2 separate regions of the Sus scrofa genome follow, and region 2 is linked to region 1. Evidence: chromatin contacts called from public Hi-C data. All regions are on one chromosome and are shown on one strand. The core of a region is the stretch at or near the end of the contact, and the rest is flanking DNA. Distances in the headings are between cores, read along the strand shown. Region 1 overlaps SLIT3 (slit homolog 3 protein). Region 2 holds the start of RARS (arginyl-tRNA synthetase).

Evidence for each region. A called contact is a pair of places that touch in the nucleus more often than the background predicts.
Region 2: a contact with region 1 is called in a Hi-C map of mesenteric adipose tissue, with 2.0 times the contacts expected there. The contact joins the promoter of RARS here to the enhancer-like site in region 1. A contact is called at or near these places in 3 of 5 promoter capture datasets (fetal liver, fetal skeletal muscle and liver), 2 of 47 Hi-C or Micro-C datasets (embryonic fibroblasts and mesenteric adipose tissue) and 1 of 2 datasets of contacts at active chromatin or transcription factors (alveolar macrophages).

Annotation. Positions count from the first base shown.
Region 1 is chr16:55,206,042-55,208,942 of Sscrofa11.1, forward strand. The region is part of intron 32 of SLIT3 (slit homolog 3 protein); the gene reads left to right. Among named protein-coding and RNA genes, the nearest start is that of MIR218B, 92 kb to the left of the region's middle. Within about 2 kb of position 1,525, at least 4 of the 83 cell types and tissues checked have an H3K27ac peak or open chromatin away from gene starts, as enhancers often do. A contact at or near this core is called in mesenteric adipose tissue, where this site is marked.
Region 2 is chr16:55,410,674-55,413,574 of Sscrofa11.1, forward strand. RARS (arginyl-tRNA synthetase) reads right to left here and starts at 1,403. Exons shown (of 15, transcript NM_001244260.1): 1 at 1,342-1,403; 2 at 1-103. The coding sequence starts at 1,386.

The DNA of each region.
Region 1 (2,901 bases), core at 275-2,774:
TGCAGGCCTGGAGCAGCCGGGTTCCAGGGCCTCCATCACGCCAGCCAGAGTCCCAGGTGGTGAGGTTCTAGTCCAGACCAGGACAGGGGGCGGGATACACAAAACCCCACATGAGCCCTGCCTGCCCTGTGCCTCAGGGCTAAGTCTGAGGAACAAACTCACCTGCACACAAAGCCCACGAGCTGAGTAAGGTAACAGACTTGGGGAAGTGGGTCCCCATAGGGAGTGGTGGAGACCGTGGTAGCCCAGAGGGGACGGCTGCAGCAGATGCAGCAGTGTGGGAAGGCAGATTCCCCTAAGAAGCTACGAATTCAGGGTTTCTATGTGAAATACCTCAGGGCTTAGATATTGGCCATTTAAAAACACCCTAGAGAGCAGGAGTTCCTGTTGTGGCTCAAGAGGTTAAGGACCCAACGTTGTCTCTGTGAGGATGCAAGTTCAATCCCTGGCTTCACTTGGTAGGTTCAGGATCCAGTGTTGGTGCAAACTGCAGCATAGGGCGCAGATGCAGCTCGTATCAGGTGTGGCTGTGGCTGCAGCTCCAGTTCAACTCCACGCCTGGGAACTGCCATGGGCAGCAGGTGAGGCTGTAAAAAGAGAAAACAAACCCAGAAACAGCCCCCAGAGAGTTCTCTTAAGCAAGCCGTGCTTACTCCCTCCATCATCATTACCACAAAACCCTCCATCTTTGTCTCATCCAATCCTCACTGCAAGCCCCGGGCAAGCATCACCACTACTAGTTCAGGGATGAGAAACTTGAAGTGCCCATGAATCCTTGGCCCAAAGACACAGAGGACAGACAGTTGCAGAACTGGGATTCAAACCCAGTCCAGGCTCCCACCAGAACCTTCATGCCGGGGCACGAAGGACGTGGCCAAAAGAGGGCGTGTGGCTACCCTGCTGGTCCAGGAGGGAGGGGTTGCTGCAGGGCAGGCTGAGACCTCAGGCTGTTGCCTGAAATATCCCAGGAACTTTGTGAGGCTCTGTCGCCACCTAGTGGTCAGATCTCAGCATCCAGGGGAGCTTAACCAGCAAGTGGAGGAACAGACCACTTGTCCCATAGTGGTGAAGGATCCTGTGCCTTGGGAGGTTGGATTCCAGTCCTGCTCCCCATCTCCACTTCAAGACTCAGGACTGGACCCTAAATTGCTGAGCCTTAGGTCTCAAGTGGAGGAAAAAAAGTGTACATCCTACCAGGGGATTGTTAGGGTTAAATGAGAGAATGCAGTACTTCACATGGTTAAGTGCTCAACACACGTCTCCTGCACTGGCCCAGTAACTGTTTTATGGCCACACCAGTGGTGTAAAGAAGTTCCCCGACCAGGGTCTGAATCCCAGCTGCAGCTGTGACCCACGCTGCAGCTGCAGCACTGGGGATCGAACCCTTACTTCTGCAGTGACCTAAGATGCTGCAGTCAGGTTCTTAACTCACTGTGCCACAGCGGGAACTCCCCAACAACTGTTACTAAAAGCATAAGGGGACTCTGTGGGCCAGTCTTGGCCAACACAAGCTCTCAGGTCAGTCCCAGACAGGAGCCCCCCAGCCTGGCTCACACACCTCGCACTGGGTACTGGTTTATGGGGCTCAGTGGAAGACAAGGAAGGCCCTTCACTTCCCTGAAATTCCTAAATATCTTTCCAGGAGACTAATGTGAACTGGGCCTTGGGTCCACAGTGGGATCACCTCCTGTAGGAGTTCACATCAAGACATTTTGGGATTGGGTTGGTTTTTCCAATTGTTTTCTTTTTTGTAGCAACAGAGGCCTTTTCCCCATCCATATGTTATTTCAAAGGCCAAGACTTAAAAAAAAAAAAAAAAAAAAAAAAAACTAGAAGTGAAACCACTGTTTTCTGCAAGGTAATGAAAAGTCAGAATCTTCAGCCTCCTCCCCCGTCCCCCAGGCCTCCAAAGATACACTGTTTGAAAACCACTGGCTTTATGCATTATTTCCAGGAGATCCTGGTTCAGATGGGCCAGGAACAGGTGACCTATTGACCCATGAGGACCTACTGGCACAGATAAGGTTATGGGAGTTTTGATTCGGAATCAATCCTTAATTTTTTTAGGCATAACTGACCCCTATTAATTTCAGGATACAACATAATGATTTGATATGTGTACACACTGTGAAATGATGACAATAAGTCTAGTTAACGGCCATCACCATACACATTTTTTCCTTATGATGAGAACTTTTAAGATCTACTCTCTTAGCAACTTTCAAATAGGAAGGGTTTTGGAGTTCCCGTCGTGGCGCAGTGGTTAACGAATCTGACTAGGAACCATGAGGTTGCGGGTTCGATCCCTGGCCTTGCTCAGTGGGTTAAGGATCCAGCTTTGCTGTGAGCTGTGGTGTAGGTCGCAGACATGGCTCGGATCCCATGTTGCTGTGGCTCTGGCGTAGGCCGGGCTGTACAGCTCCGATTAGACAATTAGGCCCTTAGCCTGGGAACCTCCATATGCTGTGGAAAGCGGCCCTAGAAAAGGGAAAAAAAAAAAAAGACAAAATGAAGGGTCTTATTAACTCTAGTCACCATGCTATACATTATACCCCCAGGGAAATTATAAATGGAATTATTTTCTTGATTTCTCTGATAGTTTGTTATTAGTGAATAGAAATGCAACTGATTTTTATGTATTAATTTTATATCCAGCCACTTCACTGAATTTGTGAATTCTGATAGTTTTTTAGTAGAAACTTTAGGTTTTTTGTATATATATCATGTCATCTGCCAGTAGTGACAGTTCTATTTCTTACTTTCTGATTTGGATGCCTTTTTTTTTTTTTTTTCTTTCCCAATTACTCAGGCTGGGACTTCCAATACTATGTTGAGTATAAATAGTGAGAGTGGGCATCCTTGTATCATTTCTGCCTTGAAAGGAAAAGCTTTCAGTTTTTC
Region 2 (2,901 bases), core at 153-2,652, 200 kb after region 1:
TTAAATTTTCCTCCCGCAATCGCTCCAAATTTGAAGAAGCTTCTGAACAGCTACAATTTTTCAACCGATCAATTTCAGCAGTCAGAAACTTAATCTCTTTCTCCTGTGAAAGAAAAGGCACTTCGTTCAGTCCATCCTTCAGGAATGATATCCACATGCTGTGAAACCTACTTCCTCCTCTCCACCTGGGTGTGGCGGAGGAGACAGGAATGAAGGACTTTCCCTTTGATAAGTTGCGATTATTCCTCCTTGAAATGTCTGAGGACGTTAGGATAGTATCCTTGATAAGAAAAAAGTCAAGGGTGTGTGTTGAGGGAGAGCAACAGGGGTGCTGGCATGCTGTGGCATAGGCCTCATATCAAGGCCAATAAGGGATAAGGCCAATGCAAAGAAAATAACACTTCCAACCCAACTGCATTCCTAAGGGAGAGACTCTCATTTGAATGTCAGAACATTTACCAGGGCATAAGACAGCCAAAATACACTGCCATGCGTGAGCTTATCTTACGTTCCAGGCACTGGGCTAAACACTTTTCGGAAATTATCTCTATAATTTGTATCACAACCCAATGAGAGGGTACTTACATCCCCACGGACAAAGACCCTATGACTCAGAACGCTGAAGAACTTGCCCATTTACTTGACCAACTTGTATGCCATGACAGACGTGGTATAAAGCAGCTCCTTTGAGGAGACAGGAGTCCTTCAACTACTCCCCCATTACCCCCTCCCGCCCACCCTACCTAGCCTAGAGGGTAAGGGAACTGTCACTTTCAACAAGCTATGACAGTTTCCTCCCCACGAATACTGAAGTCAAGAGAGCCAGCTCCTGCTGGATAATGAGCCACTCCATGGGCTTTTCAGGACAGCCCTTGCTCAGCATCATGGAGAGGGCGGTGGCTGAGCTGCAAACGAGTCCTGGGGCTTCCGCTCTTAGTTCACTTTCCTCTCTCCCTGTTCCCGCGCTTCCCGCGCGTGTTCCGGAAGGATGGGCACTGATCGAGACGGGGGGGGGGGGGGGACTCAACACGCCAGGCTCCAGCAGCCCCCCGGAAACGCTGGTTTGGGGAAGTCAGAGAGAAGGGGACCCTCCCTTGGTTGAATGCCAGTCGACTGGGCCTGGGGACCCTGGATTCTTCCCCTCCCACCTCTGGGAGAGCGTTCCTGGGAGGGCATTAGCCTCCGAGGCAGCGCGGGCCCGGGTCTCGGGACCCCGCTGCCCGAGTCTGAGGAAGCAGGCCGGTCCCCGCCTCGCTGCCGCCGTCCCGTCGATGCCCGGGCGGAATCTTGGGCCCTGGTCCCTGCCCTCCAAACCTTCCCAACGGCGCCACGCGGCGCTACCTGCTGCAGCAGCCGCGCGGAGCAGGCAGCGACTAAGCCGTCCATCCTCTCGCCAGCGTCCTACCCACCAACTCGCCGGAAGGGGAAGTAACAAGCCTCGCACGGAAGCGGAACCCCTCCCTCTTCGTCCCGCAAGGTCCCGCCCAGCCGTCTCAAGGCTGACGGGCTGTTGTTGTCTCTGCTGCCCCCTGGTGGAATCTAGGAGACACTGCGGGGAGAACCTCCAGGGAATTATCCGCCAGCATCCGAACCTTTAGGTTCCAATGTTGGGACAGAGGGTTTGAAGCGAATCGGATCAAAGCTGCGCTGTGTTTAACTGACTTGGGCAGAGGCATTTCGCTAAAGCCTCTGTCTCTCAAGGGCTTTATTTCACCCTTCCGTGAAATGGGTACAGAACTAACAAAATCCATTCATTCAACAGCATTTACTATGCACATTAGTATGAGGGCACTCTTTGAGGGGCTAGGACACAGGTGGAAAAAAGTCAGATAAGGTCCTTGCTTTCATAGAGGTGAGCAAAATTTGCTACTGCAAAATGTGTCTCTTTGGTGTGAGAATTATTTTAGGCTGATTATTTCATGAAACAGAAGACTCAGGAAGTCTTTCTTTTTACCTACCCCTTAGCTGCCTGAAGAATTTAAGGTGCCTGTTCCGGGAATAAAGCCATCACCAGACATATCTGCCAATTTTATGGCGGGAGTGGGTTTGGTGAGACTTGGCAGGGCCTGGAGATCAGATTCTGCTCTTGTCTCATTGTCTCTGCAAGTCTCAGCAAACACTTGTGTACCAGCCATTTGCTTTCCCAGCCCTATGTGAATTGCCTTCCTCTCCTTCGAAAACTCAAAACATTACCCCCCAAATCCTCCTCTGTCTTTGGCTGAAGATGGTATTTAATGAGGGGGGGTTGGGCCATTTGGGGAGTTCCTCAGTTGTCCTGGGTCTGAGAAAAAAGACCAAGTTTAGAAAAGAGTACACACAAACTCATGACCTGTAAATGGACTCTTCTAATGTATCCCCACAGACTCCTTAGAGAGTCTTCTATACCCCGAAGTGCATGTAGCATTCACCTAGAGCAGTGCTTGTCACAGGAATTGCTCAAAAACTGTTTCTTTTCTTTTTTTTTTGTCTTTTTTTGGGGCGGTCTTTTGAGGCCGCACTCGCTTTGGTTATGGTTAGTTGGGCTGTGCTGTGTGAGCGAGCCCGCACTCTGTCACGGCCTTAATGAGCAGAGTTCCCCAGGCTAGGATGTCCTAGTTGGAGCCTGTTGGTTGCTTGCCTGCCTACACCAGAGCCACAGCAATGCCACAGATCCGAGCCACGGTCTGCAACCTACACCACAGCTCACAGCAACGCTGGATCTTAACCCATGAGCAAGGCAGGGACGAACCCGAAACCTCATGGTTCCTAGTTCGATTCGTTAACCACTGGGCCAAGACGGGAACTCCCAAAAACTGTTTATTAATGTAATGAAGAGTGTGTGGGGGGGGTTGCAGGGGGGGTGGTTCAAGGCAGAGAGAATAGTGAATGCAAATGGTCTGAGACAGACATTTATTTGATAAC